Linked DNA regions of Mus musculus: all the other regions are linked to region 1. A link is a contact called in public HiChIP or PLAC-seq data. All regions are on one chromosome and are shown on one strand. Each heading gives the region's core, a stretch centred on a gene start, on an enhancer-like site or on the middle of the called end of the contact. The rest is flanking DNA. Distances are from core to core; before and after follow the strand shown. Region 1 holds the start of Timm17a (translocase of inner mitochondrial membrane 17a). Region 2 overlaps Gm41955 (a long non-coding RNA gene). Region 3 overlaps Ipo9 (importin 9). Region 4 has its middle 24 kb from the start of Elf3.

The links. HiChIP or PLAC-seq counts read pairs in DNA pulled down with a chosen protein or histone mark.
Region 2: an H3K4me3 HiChIP or PLAC-seq map of embryonic stem cells shows a contact between it and region 1, with 8 times the contacts expected there. The contact joins the enhancer-like site here to the promoter of Timm17a in region 1. A contact is called at or near these places in 4 of 39 promoter capture datasets (the HPC-7 cell line, cranial neural crest, hematopoietic stem and progenitor cells and 1 more), 11 of 115 datasets of contacts at active chromatin or transcription factors (the SCID.adh cell line, bone marrow-derived macrophages, embryonic fibroblasts and 5 more) and 4 of 9 other capture datasets (adipose tissue, liver, macrophages and 1 more).
Region 3: a contact with region 1 is called in an H3K4me3 HiChIP or PLAC-seq map of bone marrow-derived macrophages, with 2.1 times the contacts expected there. The contact joins the enhancer-like site here to the promoter of Timm17a in region 1. A contact is called at or near these places in 1 of 15 datasets of contacts at CTCF or cohesin (the NIH/3T3 cell line), 3 of 484 Hi-C or Micro-C datasets (cortical neurons, gonadal supporting cells and nephron progenitors), 5 of 115 datasets of contacts at active chromatin or transcription factors (the SCID.adh cell line, T-cell acute lymphoblastic leukemia, bone marrow-derived macrophages and 2 more) and 3 of 9 other capture datasets (adipose tissue, liver and pancreatic islet).
Region 4: a contact with region 1 is called in an H3K4me3 HiChIP or PLAC-seq map of intestinal crypt epithelium, with 7 read pairs. The contact joins the enhancer-like site here to the promoter of Timm17a in region 1. A contact is called at or near these places in 1 of 39 promoter capture datasets (the 3T3-L1 cell line), 7 of 115 datasets of contacts at active chromatin or transcription factors (the SCID.adh cell line, bone marrow-derived macrophages, embryonic stem cells and 2 more) and 3 of 9 other capture datasets (adipose tissue, liver and pancreatic islet).

The regions. Positions count from the first base shown.
Region 1 is chr1:135,311,648-135,315,563 of GRCm38.p6, reverse strand. It overlaps Timm17a (translocase of inner mitochondrial membrane 17a), which reads left to right and starts at 1,827. Exons shown (of 6, transcript NM_011590.2): 1 at 1,827-1,870. The coding sequence starts at 1,845.
Region 2 is chr1:135,194,251-135,198,166 of GRCm38.p6, reverse strand. The region is part of intron 1 of Gm41955 (a long non-coding RNA gene); the gene reads left to right. Among named protein-coding and RNA genes, the nearest start is that of Gm41955, 5.9 kb to the left of the region's middle. Within about 2 kb of position 2,051, at least 27 of the 459 cell types and tissues checked have an H3K27ac peak or open chromatin away from gene starts, as enhancers often do. A contact at or near this core is called in embryonic stem cells, where this site is marked.
Region 3 is chr1:135,397,989-135,401,904 of GRCm38.p6, reverse strand. It overlaps Ipo9 (importin 9), which reads left to right. Exons shown (of 24, transcript NM_153774.1): 14 at 1,702-1,861. Among named protein-coding and RNA genes, the nearest start is that of Shisa4, 25 kb to the right of the region's middle. Within about 2 kb of position 2,009, at least 15 of the 459 cell types and tissues checked have an H3K27ac peak or open chromatin away from gene starts, as enhancers often do. A contact at or near this core is called in bone marrow-derived macrophages, where this site is marked.
Region 4 is chr1:135,232,786-135,236,701 of GRCm38.p6, reverse strand. It overlaps the pseudogene Gm4204. Among named protein-coding and RNA genes, the nearest start is that of Elf3, 24 kb to the left of the region's middle. Within about 2 kb of position 1,966, at least 16 of the 459 cell types and tissues checked have an H3K27ac peak or open chromatin away from gene starts, as enhancers often do. A contact at or near this core is called in intestinal crypt epithelium and intestinal villus epithelium, where this site is marked.

The DNA of each region.
Region 1 (3,916 bases), core at 578-3,077:
ACATTTTGTTGCTAGTCTGTAGCTAGAAACATTTTGTTGCTATTCTGTAGCTCTATGGCTGGTTGACTCTTATTTCCAAAAATCTGAGCGGGGCAGTGGTGGTGCACGCCTTTAATCCCAGCACTTGGGAGGCAGAGGCAGGCAGATTTTTGAGTTCAAGGCCAGACTGGTCTACAGAGTAAGTTCCAGGACAGCAAGGGCTACACAGAGAAACCCTGTCTCGAAACACCCCCCCACCCAAAAAAAAGTCTGGAAAATATGTCATTTGTCACTGCAGTCTATTACTTATTACATTGGCTTTCCTATTAAATAAGTACCTATATTTAAAAAAATAATTAAAACATGAGTATTTTGTCTGAATTATCTGTGTATCATAAGTGGGCCTGGTGTCTGCAGAGGCCAGCAGAGGGTGTTAGATCCCCTGAAACTGGAGTAACAGACAATTGTGAGTTGCCATTTGTGCTGGGAATTGAACCCCAGTCCTCTAGAACAGTCAGGCTCTTGATTGCTATGCCATCTGTCTAGCCTCAAATATCTAGCTTTGTTTTGTTGTTGTTGTTGTTTTTTTTTTTGAGACAGGGTTTCTCTGTGTAGCCTTGGCTGTCCTGGAACTCACTCTGTAGACCAGGCTGGCCTCGAACTCAGAAATTTGCCTGCCTCTGCCTCCCAAGTGCTGGGAATAAAGGCGTCCGCCACCACGCCCGGCGTTGTTGTTGTTTTAAGGTGGAATGGAACAAGAACTCCCTTTATAGCTGGCAGTGACTGTGTTTTCCTGATAAGGCTGGTGAAACTTCATACTTTTAGCTTTTTCTTCTTTAACAAGGGAAGTCTGGAGTATCTCAGGATGGCTTTGAACTCTAAATGCAACTGAGGATATAACACTGAACTTCAATATGTGCCACCATAACCGTGTGTGTGTGTGTGTGTGTGTGTGTGTGTGTGTGTGTGTGTGTGTGTATGATGCTGGGGATCTGACTTACCAACTTAAGTATGACTATAGCCCTATTTTCAGTCTCTTTTCTCTGGGCTAAACATATCTCATGCTTTCTGGGTTATCCTTTGTGGGGAGGCATGGAAGAGGATCTGGCACCAACGACCCCCAAAATCAATGGTCTCAAATTGGCCATGGCTCCTGAAATGGTCCAATTGTCTCTATAAGATGAACACTTATTTTCGGGCTGCTAAATTGGCTCAGTGGGTAAAGTACTCGCTGTCAGCCCTGACAATTCCAGTTCTGTAGACTCTCCTTAGACCTCCATGCACCCACCAGATCCCGTACATACATCAATTAATAAAAATAATCTTTATTTTAAAAGTTATCTATTACATTCCAGACATTATGACTATATAGATCTGCTCTAAAAGAGCTACATATATTTATTAAAGATTCACTGTTCACGGCAAATTAAGTAGCACTATTAATAAATACCTGACAGCAAAAGCACTTTTTAAAAAATAGCGGCTGGATAGTGGTGACACACACCTTTAATCCAGCACTCGGGAGGCACAGGCTGGCTGATCTGAGTTTGAAGCCAGACTGGGCTACATAAGCGAGTTCCAGGGCAGAGAAACTCTGTCTCGAAAAAAAGGGCAATCAATGTTTATCCCAGGCCACGGGGCTGATCTGAACTCTGTCACTCAGTACTCCGAACCCCCGAACCTCCACGCCCTGGCCGGGGAGCCTCCACGCTCCGGGTCTACAAGGAGTCCGATTGCCATTGGCTGCGGCAGGAAGAGATGCTCCAATCCCCGTCCAGTAGCACGCCTCCGCCTGGGATCACTTCCGTCGCGGGGATCAATTTCCGCCCAGCGTGCCGTAGACTCTCGCGCGGGTTGGAGCCAAGATGGAGGAATACGCGAGAGAGCCGTGGTGAGTTGCCGCCGCCGCCCTTGTCCCTTAATTACCTCCTCCATCCGCCGTGGTCGGAGTCTGAGGTGCAAGCGGAGCTCCGCGCGGCTCGGCGCCGAGATCTGGGCAGCTGTGGGTAGTGTGGATGAGCGTGACAAAGGTGGCTTTTTAGCGCAGTGTGCCAGGACCCCAGCACCCCTGTGACCTTGTGGTGCATTGGGAGGAGGTCCGGTGCTGGGCTTGGTGGAGCTTTGGAACCTCCTCCCTATGGCAGGTGCTGTCGACTTTGTGCGGGGACAATAATGATCCCTTCTGCCTGCTGAGGCGACCTTGAACACGTCCCTAAGCCTCGCTCTGCTCAGTTTCTGCCTCGACGAAGGGAATGTAGATCTCCGAGTGCCATACCCGAGGCCTTATGCCTATGAGGACTAAGTGTCCCCACGATGAAGCATTTCAAATGAGTAGACCACAAATTTCACCCAACATCCAAGGGGGCTGGATGAGCTCCTTGTAGGCTGAAGCGGCCTTTCCTATGTGGAATTCCCGAAGAAAAAAGATATATCAGTATGTGGAAAATAGGAAGAGATGAGCTGCGTGTGTTCTCTGAAAAGCCATGAATAGACATAAATTCATTAAGTGTTTATTAAGTAAGGGCTGTATGCTTGGCTCAAGGTGTAAACAAGAGTAAATCAGGCATAGCTGTTTGCAGTAAATTAATGTAATAGCTGTCGAGTCTCAACAGTTGTTTGAATAAAGCCTCAGGTGTCACAAGCTAATAGATCTTGGTATTCTGGGTTTTTGTTTGTAATGAGCGTCAGGGTATTATCCTCAAATAGTGTGTCTGCCCAGGATTTTAAATTATTATTTGGTGGCACTCCCAAAAGTATGCTTCAGCCTTCTGTCCTCAGAGGAGGTTATCTCCATGTGTTGGGGTTGGATATGCAGGGTTTAGCTGGACTGTATAAATTGGTACTAGATGCCGTATAATGACACAGATTAGCAGGAGGGGTAATTTTGATACATTTGAGTTTTCCCCAGGTCAGGTGGCACAGGCCTCATGAGGTAGAAGCAGGAGAGCCAGCAAGTTTAAGGACAGCCTGGGCTCCATAGCAAGTTCTAGGGCAGCTGGGGTTAGACCTTGTGTCAGACATATTTTCATCAGAGTGCACTGTGCATGCTGGTAATCTCAGCACTTAGGTTCTAGGCTAGCCCAGGATACATAGCAAGGCCATGTCTTGATGTTTGATAAGTTACTGGACATTCCTTTTTTTTCTTGGTGTGTTCTGAGGCCAGCGCTGTCTGAAACAGTAGATGGTTTAATCATTGTCATAATACTTCTTTGTTGCTTTCTCGGAGTGCTTTAGGATCTATAAATAGAGTGGACAGAGTTTGCGGGGGGTTGGAGTACCAACTTTTGTGCTTAAGTTGGCTGTTCTAGTTATTTATTCCATCTGGGGCAGGCTACTTAACTTCTGTGTGAGCCTTCGTTCATTTGTAAAATACAGAGGAGATAGTCCCAGTCTTTTTATCAAGTTAGAAGATTATGAATTCTAAAGGGAAATTAGTCATTATTTAGATTCTAGTGAGCAATAATGGCAAGTTTAAAAGCATACTGTTGCCGGGCGGTGGTGGCGCACGCCTTTAATCCCAGCACTTGGGAGGCAGAGGCAGGCGGATTTCTGAGTTCAAGGCCAGCCTGGTCTACAGAGTGAGTTCCAGGACAACAGGACTACACAGAGAAACCCTGTCTCAAAAAAAAAAAAAAAAAAAAAACCCAAAATAAATAAATAAATAAAATATACTACTGTTATAGTGATGGACCAGGTGCTGGCTTACTATAGCGCTTGTCTTTTATAGGGAGGGACCATAGTTTGGGGGTTAAGATAGAGTTTTACCATGTAGCCTAGGCTGGTCTCTGTCTCTTTCTCCCAAGTACATATCTCTTGAGACTGTGTGACACACTGAGAAATTTCTTCTACTTCTAATGGACATACTACTTACAAACGACTTCTTGTTGTTGTTGCTAACTTTAGACTTCGTTGTAAAATTGTTTATAAGCCCAAGTAA
Region 2 (3,916 bases), core at 802-3,301, 120 kb after region 1:
CTGTAATCTTAATATCCGGGAGGCTAAGTCAGGGGGATGGTAAATCAAGGCTGGGTTACATAGTGGGGCCTTGTTTCTAAATTTAAGTAAATAAATAATAAATTGACTAACAAAATGAATAAACATGGCTCCAGGGCTGGAACTGTGCCTTTGTTGGTAGAGAGCAAGCCTAGCAAGCGCAAAGCCTTGGGTACCATCCTTCGCAGGACTAAGACTAGAGTGCTGCTGTAGCTCTGGGACGTGAAGGTAGGAGTATCAGTTCAAGTCCATGCTCAGCTACGCAGAGCTTGAAGTCAGTGTAGGGCAGATGGACTCTCAGAAACAAAGAAATAGAAGCTGATGGGATGGCCCAGTGGTTAAGAGCATTTGTTGTTCTTGCAGAGGACTCGATGTAGTTCCCGGCACCTACACTGGGCAGCTCATAAATCTAGTTCCAGAGGATTCTACCCTTCTTCTGGCCTCAGAGGGCACCTGCACATGCATGTAGGCATACATGCTATGCATATACGTTTTTTGTTTTTGTTTTTGTTTTTTTTGTTTTTTGAGACAGGGTTTCTCTGTGTAGCCCTGGCTGTCCTGGAACTCACTCTGTAGACCAGGCTGGCCTCGAACTCAGAAATCTGCCTGCCTCTGCCTCCCGAGTGCTGGGATTAAAGGCGTGCGCCACCGCGCCCAGCACATATAAGTATTTTTTAATTAAAAATAAGGAAGAATAATTAAGGGTTGGGGCTCAGTAGTAGAGAATTTGTCTAATATGCATGAAGACTTAAATTCTTAGTCTAGGGGAAAAGTCACATGCAAAAAATAAATAAATATAAAAAGGCCTTTCATTGAGAGGGAGGGAGGGGGCTTTGAAGAATGAGACCAGGTATAAATCACTAAGTAACAGATCAAAACACCAGTGATTCCCGCCTTGCCTTTAATCTCAGCCCTCAGGAGGCAGAGGCAAGAGGGTAGATCTCTCACTTCAAGTCCAGCCTGGTCTACAGAGTGAATTCCAGGACAGCCACGTCCTCACTGAGAAACCTTATCTCAAAAAACAAGACAAACCAAAACCAAAACCAAAACTGCCAGAGATTCAATAACTGGTAGGAAAAGCCAGGCCTAGGGTACATGCTTTTAAGCCCAGCATTCATTTGAGAGGGGAGAGTCAGGGAGACCTCAGAGAGTTTGAGGCCAGCCAGATCTACATAATGAGTTCCAAGCCAGCTACAGCTACATAGTAAGACCTGGATGCCTCCATTGACGATTGGTCTTTGGAGAAGTTCCTCAGATAAAATAGAGTTCTTTAGCTGGACAGAAGCTATGGCCATGCTAGCGTAGGAGATGAAGATCAAGTCATGTAAATGGGGGCTGGTGAGATGGCTCAGCAGTTAGGAACCCTTGTCATTCTTGCTGAGGACTTGGTCAGTCCCCGGTATCCACCCGGTTGCAGCTTAGAACTATACACAGGCACATACACATGCAGCCAAAACGCTCACACACATAAAATAAGCAAATCTTAAAAGAATTAAAAACAAATAAATAAGCTCATGCAAATAGCCCTAGACTGTGGGTCTGATCTGTAGACTATGAGAGATGTTTGGTACAAGAATGTAGAAGTCATGACTCCTTTGGGGGTTGAACAACCCTTTCCCAAGAGTCGCCTAAGACCTGGGACAACACAGATTTACATTATAATTCATAACAGTAGCAAAATTAGTTATGAAATAGCAACAAAAATAAGCTTATGGTTGGGCTCACCACAACATGAGGAACTGTATTAAAGGGCCCCAGCATTAGGAAGGCTGAGAGCCACTGCTCTAGAGGCAATGGGGCTCACGCTGGAGTGTGTCACAGGTCTCTGGGTCTGTAGGACAGTTGAGCAGACCTCATGATGAAGAAGGAGAAGCTTTGGAGTTGGGGACGAGAGGGAGGGGACCTCCAGCTGACCCCAGGGAGAAGGCTCATGGGCTGGAAAACAGGATCGCAGGTGCCAAACAGGTCCTTGCGCATGGAAACAGGCTTTGTTGACTTTGGCAGCCCCACCCTCAGCCTCCTCCTGCCCCATGAGGGCCTGAAACTGACACTGGGCCATTCTGGGGGGTTGGAGATGTTCCCAGTCCAGTCCTGTTCAGGCCAGCTGCAGCAGGCTGCTTGCGCTCCTGGCTTGCAAGAGGGCTTAAGAGGCACAAGGGGCTGGTACCCAGGCCCCGCAGGTGAAGGCCAGGGCTGGGGGACATTAAGACTGAAGGATTGGTCTCTTTTTCTCAGACTGTAAGCCCAGCTGAAGGAGATGACTGTTATAAGGACTGCTCCAGGGTGTCCCCTCAGGGGCCTGACATCCAGATAAGTGCTAATTAACCACCACAACAAATCGGCAGTTAAAGAAACAGATGTCCACAACCAGACTGACCGGGAAGGGACAAAGTGGCAGGGCCAGCTCTGCTGTACCACTTGGCAGCAGCCTCTTGGGTTGAGCGGGCATCTCATTCATCTGCCCGCATCAAGGGAGAAACTCAGGTCTCTCCTGACTTGACTGAAGGATTAGGTGGAAGCCATCACTGGGAAGGAGGGGATGAGAGATAAGGAAAAAAAAGCAGTCAATGGAGAAAGATAGGCACGAAAGGGAATAGAGCCTTTAATCCCAGCACTTGGGAGGCAGAGGCAGGCAGATTTCTGAGTTCGAGGCCAGCCTGGTCTACAGAGTGAGTTCCAGGATATCCAGGGCTGCACAGAGAAACCCTGTCTGGAAAAACCAAAATCAAAAAAAAAAAAAAAAGGGAATAGAGAACTGTGTGTGCTCACGTGTGTACATGTACACATATGAAATGTGTGTATTACTTGTGTATATACATTATTGTTATTGTTGTTGTTATAATTTTGAAACAAGGTCTCACCATGTAACCCTGGCTAGCTGTGTAGACCAGTCTGGCTCCAACTCTTAGAGATCCAACTGCTTCTGCCTCTGCAGTGATGGTGTTCAAGACAAATACCACTTCATCTGGCCTTAAAAAATTTTAAACAGTTTTTAAATTCACTTTGTAGACCAGGCTGGCCTCGAACTCAGAAATCCGCCTGCCTTTGCTTCCCGAGTGCTGGGATTAAAGAGGCGTGCGCCACCACGCCCGGCTTTTTTTTTTTTTTTTGTTTTGTTTTGTTTTGTTTTGTTTTGTTTTGTTTTTTGAGACAGGGTTTCTCTGTATAGCCCAGGCTGTCCTGGAACTCACTTTGTAGACTAGGCTGGCCTCGAAATCAGAAATCCACTTGCCTCTGCCTCCCAGGTGCTGGGATTAAAGGCATGTGCCACCACGCCCGGCTTTAAACGTTTTTGATAAATTATTTCATGTAGCAAGCCGGCCTGCCGCTTACAAGGACTGGGTACACCTGGGAGGCAGGCTGGGGCTGAAAGATCCAGAGAAATAATGGAGCCAAGATGATTCCCTGTTCAAGGCTCAATGTTTACTAGCAGTCTGTGCTTATAAAGGGGGGAAGCCCATCCCCTGCCATGCCAGGCTTCTTGATGTTTTGTTGCCACATTGTTAGCACTAGTCCGCCAGAGCCGTTAGCAGTAAGTCGCCAGTTCCACTCTTGGTGCCTGGAGTCATTCCAGGCTGCCAGGCTGGCAGTTTATTCAGGAATCTCTCAGGAAGACAGGTTCAGACTCTTGGCAGGTGGCAGAATCTCAGGGCAGTTGTCACTTCAAAAGAAGCCAGCCAAGTCAGAAAGCTGCACCGCAGGTGGGCCCACCTCAGTAACAAGGTTTGTACCAGCCCGCTTCAGGCTGGGGGAGGCTACAGTTTCACTTATCCCAGGCTGGCCTTGAACCTCTGATCCTCCTGCCTCTACCTCCCCAGTACTGGAATGGCGCTGAGATTACAGGCCTGAGCCACCCTGCCCAGTCTTGTGTGGTTTTGGAAACAGAAGCCAGAGCTCG
Region 3 (3,916 bases), core at 760-3,259, 86 kb before region 1:
AGGCATTCTTAGCCCCTGAGTCATCTCTTAGCCCTCTTTTCTCTCTCGCTCGCTCTCTCTCTCTCTCTCTCTCCCCCTCTCCCTCTCCCTCTCCTCTCTCTTTCTCTCTCCTCTCTCTCTTCCCCCCTCTCTCTGTGTCTGTTTCTATCTCTGTCTTTCTCAGTTTTGTGTGTATGTTTGTGTATAAAGATCTGAGTTTAGTCCTTAATACCCCAAGAGATGTAACTCAGAACTTCTTGTAACTCAAGTTCCAAGGGATCTGATGCCCTCTTATGGCAACTTCTGGCACTGTATGTATGTGCTGTATATATGTGCACACATCACATACATATATATTCATAAATGAGATTAAAATCTTTAATCAAGAATTGCGGCTTGTATCTATTCTGTTAGTTATAATAGCCATGATACCATATATGTATCATAAAACCTCTGGAAAGTGCTGTTGATCATTTGGGAAGGAATGAGAGTAAAAAAGTTAAAAGGTGATGGTTTTAGCTTTAAGGACTTTCAGAAATACCTAAGCCATACTTTGGCAGTTACTACCTCTATATCTAAAGTGATAGTAATTATTTCCTAGTTTGTTAAGAGCTATTCAATAATTCCTCAATTTGATATTTTAGAGTGATTGACTAAGCTCTTTGACAAGCTGAAGGCATTCAGTATTCTCTTTCTTGGTTTTGTTTTTGTTTTTGTTTTTCAAGACAGGGTTTCTCTGTAGCCCTGGCTGTCCTGGAACTCACTCTGTAGACCAGGCTGGCCTCGGAACTCAGAAATCTGCCTGCCTCTGCCTTCAGAGTGTTGGGATTAAAGGCGTGTGCCACCACGCCCCACGCATTCAGTATTCTTTTTTTTTAAAGATTTATTTATTTATTATATGTGTGTACACTGTAGCTGTCTTCAGACACTCCAGAAGAGGGCATCAGATTTTTGTTACGGATGGTTGTGAGCCACCATGTGGTTGCTGGGATTTGAACTCAGGACCTTTGGAAGAGCAGTCAGTGCTTTTAACCGCTGAGCCATCTAACCAGCCCCCGCATTCAGTATTCTTAAACAGTTCATGCTTAGCAGGAAGTAGTAATTCTTACACCAGTAGATTAGAATATCAAACAAAGTACAGCATATGAGAAAGCTGAACACACAGAATTACAGTGGCTCAGAGATAATTTGAGATTGCTGCAGACTGAGAGATCATAGAGAGTATGAAGGGAACGTGTTGACTTGTGATTTAAACAAAGCTCAGAGCTGACAAAGCAAGATATGAGTTCTGAGTCCGGATGTGTGCTTGAGCTTAGTAGCCATCAAAGATGTCTTGAATGTCAGCACTAGTTTCATGTGTATTTGGTGGACTGTGGACTTGTTTGTCAGGTTATTAATAGAGGGATAGCAGCTATAATTGATGTTCTAGTGTTGAGACAGTAATGGGAAGGAAGAGACGGTGAGAAGGATTTAGAAATGGACTAGTGCAGGTAAGCAGCCGTGAGGGCTTCGGTCTTAGAATAGTCCGAGGTAGAACTGAGAAATGGGTTCTGTATCATTTATTGCACATATGCCTTTACCATGTGGAATTGTTCTTTCTTTCAAATAAGTCATCTATGTTTATAGCATCCAATATTTGCTAGCGTTTGAGAAATAGAGTTGGGGCGGAGCAGGGGGAGAGGAACTTTTCATCATGCAGCCTGTAATTGCTCTTCCTCCTAGCATCTCCTTTCCTCTTGGGCCGGGCACTGTGGGCTGCCAGTCGCTTCACTGTCGCTATGTCCCCTGAACTGATTCAGCAGTTCCTACAGGCAACAGTCAGTGGTCTTCATGAGACACAGCCCCCATCAGTTCGCATCTCTGCTGTGAGAGCCATCTGGGGGTAAGTACACTGCTCTAGAATGCTAAGAACTGCTTGACGAGAAATGGCTCAGCTGGAGAACATCACCGATGTCCCATGCATTGTGTTGCCTAGAAATTTCTCCTAGACCTCTTCAGGAAGAATACTGGAGGAAAAGGAAAAGAAGCTCTACTGGTGACTCCAGAAGGCGGTCCCTTTGTTCCTTATTCCCTTTCAATTCAAAGAGCAGCCTCCTCTCTTCAGTGAAGGCACTTAACCCAAGGCTCTGAATAATTTGCATAATGTTGCATAATTGTGAAGGACATAAATCTAATTAGCAGCCACATCACTGTGTTGGTAGTCTGTGCAATAGAATCCAAATTTGGGGAGAATGTGGCATAGAAACAAGCTCATATCTCCCAGTTTCACTTCTCTTTTTCATAGGCAAAGACTAGAGGTTTCGTAGTCATTACTTAAGTTCATACTCGGACTAGGGGACACGTTGGTATTTGAAATTTTCAGTTCATAGTTTTATTTTATGTATATGAGTGGTTTTTTGAGCATGTCTGTGTTCCATGTGCATGTTTGGTGCTTACGGAGGTCAGAAGAGAATATCGCATCCCCTGAAACTGGAGTTATAGACAGTTGTAAGCCACCTTGTGAGTATAAGGAATTGAACCCAGGTCCTCAATAGGAACGAGTGCTTTTAACTGCTGAGCCCTCTCTCTAGGCCTGGACATTTCTAGTTTGAAGGCTATTTTAAGATCCAAATTTAAGCATCTCAATTGAATTCTATGCATGAGAATTACAGAATTCATGTTCCTACCGTATCTTGACATTTGAGACAATGAGAATCCATGCATTGAGGGGAGAGAGGAAAGGAGGGAGATCCTTCGGGGACATTGAGGAGTCACCCAGTCCGCCTGTGTGTATTGATTAGTGCTACAACCATGAACAGAGATCAATCTTTTCCTGCGCAATCTTGGTAGAGCCGATCTTTGGCTCTGAATAAATTTAAAATCTCATTGTGCTAAGAGAAACCAAGTACAGCTTTTCAGAGAGCTCTGAAACCACTCTTAAATGGCTGAGGAGGGAGGCATAACCTGCTTAACCACTTGCCTGTATTACTTCTGACCTTTGTAAAACCTGATTTTTTTTTTTATCTACATGCATTCATTAGTCCCTGAAGCATTAAACATCCCTTACATCAAATGTCAGTATAAGATTAAAAGCAGGAGCTGGAGAGGTGGCTCAGCAGATAAGAGAACATACTGTTCTTGAAGAGGAACCAAGTTTGATTCCTAGTACCCACAGCAGGCAGTTCACAACTACCTGTAACTCCAACTCCTGGAGACCTGAAACACCCAGACGTTTTCATACATGGACATGGATAGATAGATAGAGAGATAGATAATAGCAACAACAATGTTTTAAAGAAAAAAGTTTAAAGCCTTTGTCAACTAAATAAGAACAAAACCATTAAAACCTATGTATATCTTAATTAAAACTTTTTTTAAAATATAGGCCATGAGAAAAGTCATAATAAATGTAAAAACAGATTATTGGTAAAAGAACTATTCTACTTTGTGCTGTGATTTTACAGAAATGTTCAGAGTTGCAAACTGAGAGTTTGATGGAAGTGTGTAAATACTCATGTTAAATGCCTCTTGTCTTCTGGGATGGTTTAGACAACAGTCAAACATAACTCACTTATGTTGGTTCTCACAGGAAAAATTAGGATTTAAAAAAAAAAACAAAAAAACCAACCAAGCTGGGTGGTGGTGGCACATGCCTTTAATCCCAGCACTTGGGAGGCAGAGGCAGGCAGATTTCTGAGTTTGAGGCCAGCGGGTCTACAAAGTGGTTCCGGGACAGCCAGGGCTACACAGAGAAACCCTGTCTCGAAAAAAAAAAAAAAAAAAAAAAAAAACAACAACAAAAAAAACCCTTTCATTTATTGTTATAACTGTGGTTATTTACAATAAGCTTTAGTTTTATAGTCAGAAAAGAACAGTGAGGGGCTGGAGAGCTGGCTCAGCAGTTGAGAGCATTGGTGTAAGTCATGAGGACCTGCATTAAGATCCTAGCTCCTGTGTG
Region 4 (3,916 bases), core at 717-3,216, 79 kb after region 1:
AACAAACAAAAAACTAAAAAGCCAAAACCAGAAAACAGCCAAATGAACCATCTTTTGCGGTTCTTTGCTTCAGGATGTTTTTTTCCTACTTTATATGTCTATTGCATATATATTATGGCTTCTGGTCTTGTGCTTTTTTTTTTTTTTTTTTTAAACTATAGCTACATCATTTCCTGCTTCCCCTTCTGCTCTTCAAATTCTCTCATGTACCTCTTTTTTTTTTAAGATTTATTTATTTATTATATGTAAGTACACTGTAGCTGTCTTCAGACACTCCAGAAGAGGGAGTCAGATCTTGTTACAGATGGTTGTGAGCCACCATGTGGTTGCTGGGATTTGAACTCTGGACCATTCAGAAGAGCAGTCGGGTGCTCTTACCCACTGAGCCATCTCACCAGCCCCTGGTCTTGTGCTTTTATGAGAGTCCTGAGTGTGCAAACATATGATGGTATACTCCTTTAATTCCAGAATTCAGGAATCAGAGTCTGGCGGATTTCTACGAATTTGAAGCCCAGCTGGCTTTGTTAACTGGAGCTTCAAGAGACCCCGGATCTCTTGCTCTTCTGGCTCTGAGGGCACCCATAGGTGTGCATACACATAAATAAAGATAGATACATGAATGAATAAATCATTTGTTTAAAGTAGACCTTAGGAACAGTCAAATGGTGTTGGAAGTAGTGGCCCATGCCTGTCACCTCAGCATTCTGGAGACTGAAATAGCTCTGCAACACCTGGCTCCCTTTCTGGGTGGGGGCTTTTACTCTGGACCCTTTCCCCTCCTTCCCTGCCTTCCTTTCCCTGGCTCCCCACACATAGGAAGATAGTTTGTCTGTGGACGGTGGACCCCAGATCAAGGAGGAGAGAGACTAGCTCAGCTCTGACAGCTGTAGACTTTAAAATTAATGATCAATTTATTTTATTTAGAGAAAGGATCTCCCCCTCCTAAGCCTGCCCTGCTTTCCTCTTTTGAGACCTGGTCTCACTTTGTAGCCCTGGCTGTCCTGGAGCTTACTATGTAGACCAGGCTGGCCAGGAACTCACAGAGATCCGCCTGCCTCTGCCTCCTGAGTGCTGGGACTAAGGGAGGTGGATGCCACCAACCATGCCCAGCTGCTCTTCTTTCTTAATAAAATGCCCATGTTTTTATTAAAAGGGGGTAGGGATGGGGCTTTGTTTGTAGAGTGCTTACCTAGCATGCAAGAAGCTGTGGGTGGGTGTGAACCCCCAGCATGACACAACGCTGGCAATAAATAATGGTGCAAGGCTGAAATCTCTGCACTTAAGGAGGCAGAGGCAAGACAGTCACAAGTTCAAGGTCATCCATGGTTATAGACAGTTTGATGCCACCCTGTCTCAAAACAAATACCCACCAGCCACCAAAAACAAAAAACAAAACACAAAAAAACAAAACGAGAGAGAGAGAGAGAGAGAGAGAGAGAGAGAGAGAGAGAGAGAGAGAGAGAGAGAGAGAAATGGATGTACTCCTGGGAAAGAAATGACCCCTCCTGGTATTTCAGGCTCTTGGGCCGAGACGGCCACGCTGTAACGAATCAGCCTGATCTTAAGTTCAGAGTCCAGGTTCTCGCAGGACCCCAGTCCTTGAGGAAGATCTGGCCTCCCACTCTGAAAACACCTTTGTTTTAGCCCCAGGAGCTCTGGTCTCTGAGATTTCCCAACCTCAGATCCTGCCCTGTGCGTTTATCTCACCTGTTGACTCAGAGCCCTGAGATATGGGCCACCCAGTCATTGGCTGCCATTGGGTCTCAGAGGCCCATCTGCACCGGCAGCAGTACGAAGTCCCTTAGATGGTTTTCTTGGGTATTGCCCCAACAGGTATTCTCGAGAAAATGGCCGCAGAAGGTTTGCCGTGAAGCCAGACTCCTTTTTGCAGGCGTAGCCCCTGGGGGAAGCGCCATTTTGCAGCTGCCCATCAGGTATTTACAGTGCAGCTAGCAGGCGCGAGAGCGCCCAGGGCACAGGAATACACACTCTGAAATAGCTCTGCGACACCTGGCTCCCTTTCTGGGTGGGGGCTTTTACTCTGGCCCCTTTCCCCTCCTTCTCTGCCTTCCTTTCCCTGGCTCCCCACACGTAGGAAGATAGTTTGTCCGTGGACCATGGGCCCCAGATCAAGGAGGAGAGAGACTAGCTCTGCTCTGACAGCTGTAGACTTTAAAATTAATGATCAATTTATTTTATTTAGAGAAAGGATCTCACTATGTAGTCCTGACCAGCTACATACAACTTACTAGGTCAGCCGGGCAGATTCTGATTCTCAGAGATCTGACTCCTGAGTGTTGGGATTAAAGGTGTGCGTCCCCATGCCTGGTCACGGCTGTGGAATTTTCCAGCACAGGTTGCCCTAGACCATTGCTCCTTCTTAGACTATTGTTTCAGTGTGCTCTCCTTCAGTAGGCTCCCTTTTTGCACTGTAAGTGACTCAAAGGGATAAGCAGTATATGAATCCCCTAGACGGGGAAAATTCATAGGGTCAGGCAGTAGACAGTAGTTGCTAGGGACTAGACGGTGAGGTGTGGGAACTACTGCTTAACAGACCGTTTCAGCATAGGATCATGGAAAGTTCTGGAGGTGGGGCGTGGAGATCATTGTGCAACAGTGTGCCTGTGGGTGACAGCACAGAGCCCGGCACTCCTGACGTGGCTGAAATGTTAATGTTTGTGTCAGTTTTTCTAGGATTTGAAAAGGTAAGGGTTGGGAAGAAATGGTTTAATGGTAAAAGGGCCTGCTGGGAAAAGGGGAGGACTTGAGTTCGAATCCCCGGCATCTGTGTAAAAAGTTGGGCATGGCTGTCTGTGAGCCTGTAACCCAACTCAATGTTATGGGAGCAGAGAGAGGCAGATGGACCTTGCTAGCCACCAGCCTAGCTCCAGACTCAGTGAGAGATGCCGTCTCAAAGGGATAACATAGAGAAGGATAGACCTGACCATCCAGACTCTGGCCTTAATGTGATGCATGCACACACTCAGAAGCTGAGCATTGTGGGTAAAGGCCTTAGGAGGCTGGAAGCAGGAAGAGGTCGAGATAAGAAGATATTTCGATTTTTCGAGACAGGTTTTTCTGTGTAGCCCTGGCTGTCCTGGAACTCACTCTGTAGACCAGGCTGGCCTCGAACTCAGAAATCTGCCTGCCACTGCCTCCTGAGTGCTGGGATTAAAGGCGTGAGCCACTACTGCCTGGCTGTAAGAAGAGTTTTAATTCAAGCCAGCCTGTGTCTGTATTGAAGATTTTTGTCTTGAACAAATGAAAACCCAGGTAATAAGAATAACATTTTTTTTTGAGTTTTGCAATTTATTTATTGAAACCTTATACATACATTGTTTGGCTGTAGAATTCTAAAATCATAGTTTCCAAAATTTATCCCAAATCACAGAATGATTATAAGGAATACATTAATCACTCATTTTTGTTCCTCAATGTGTTATACAGTGAATTATTTGCTCATTTGGTAAACATTACCTCGTCAGCTTCTTCACCTTCTTCATCATAATCATCGTCATCGTCCTCGATAGCCTCTCCAGTGAAGTACAGCACTGATCTTGGGATTATGCGCTCACGTAAAAAGTGACCAATTTCAAAGTCTGCAGCCAGTATCGCCTCAGCATCATCATCCAGATCGCCATTCTCAGGAACTTCAGGAGGAGCAAAAAAATTAAAGAAAGAATCATTGGAAACTGTTTTAGTCACAGTACGAACTGTCCCACGCCCCTTGTGTTTCTGCTTCTTCTTAATGGTTTTCAAAGTAACATTCTTTCCTTTTTTCCAATCTATCTGGCACCCTGTACAGCCCATAATCTCTGGTCCGTCAAAAGAAAAGGGGTCAGAATCATCTGGTTCTGACCGCATCCTGTAAGTCTTTGTTAACACTTCATTTGTGAAATAGTCATTGGGTTCAAAG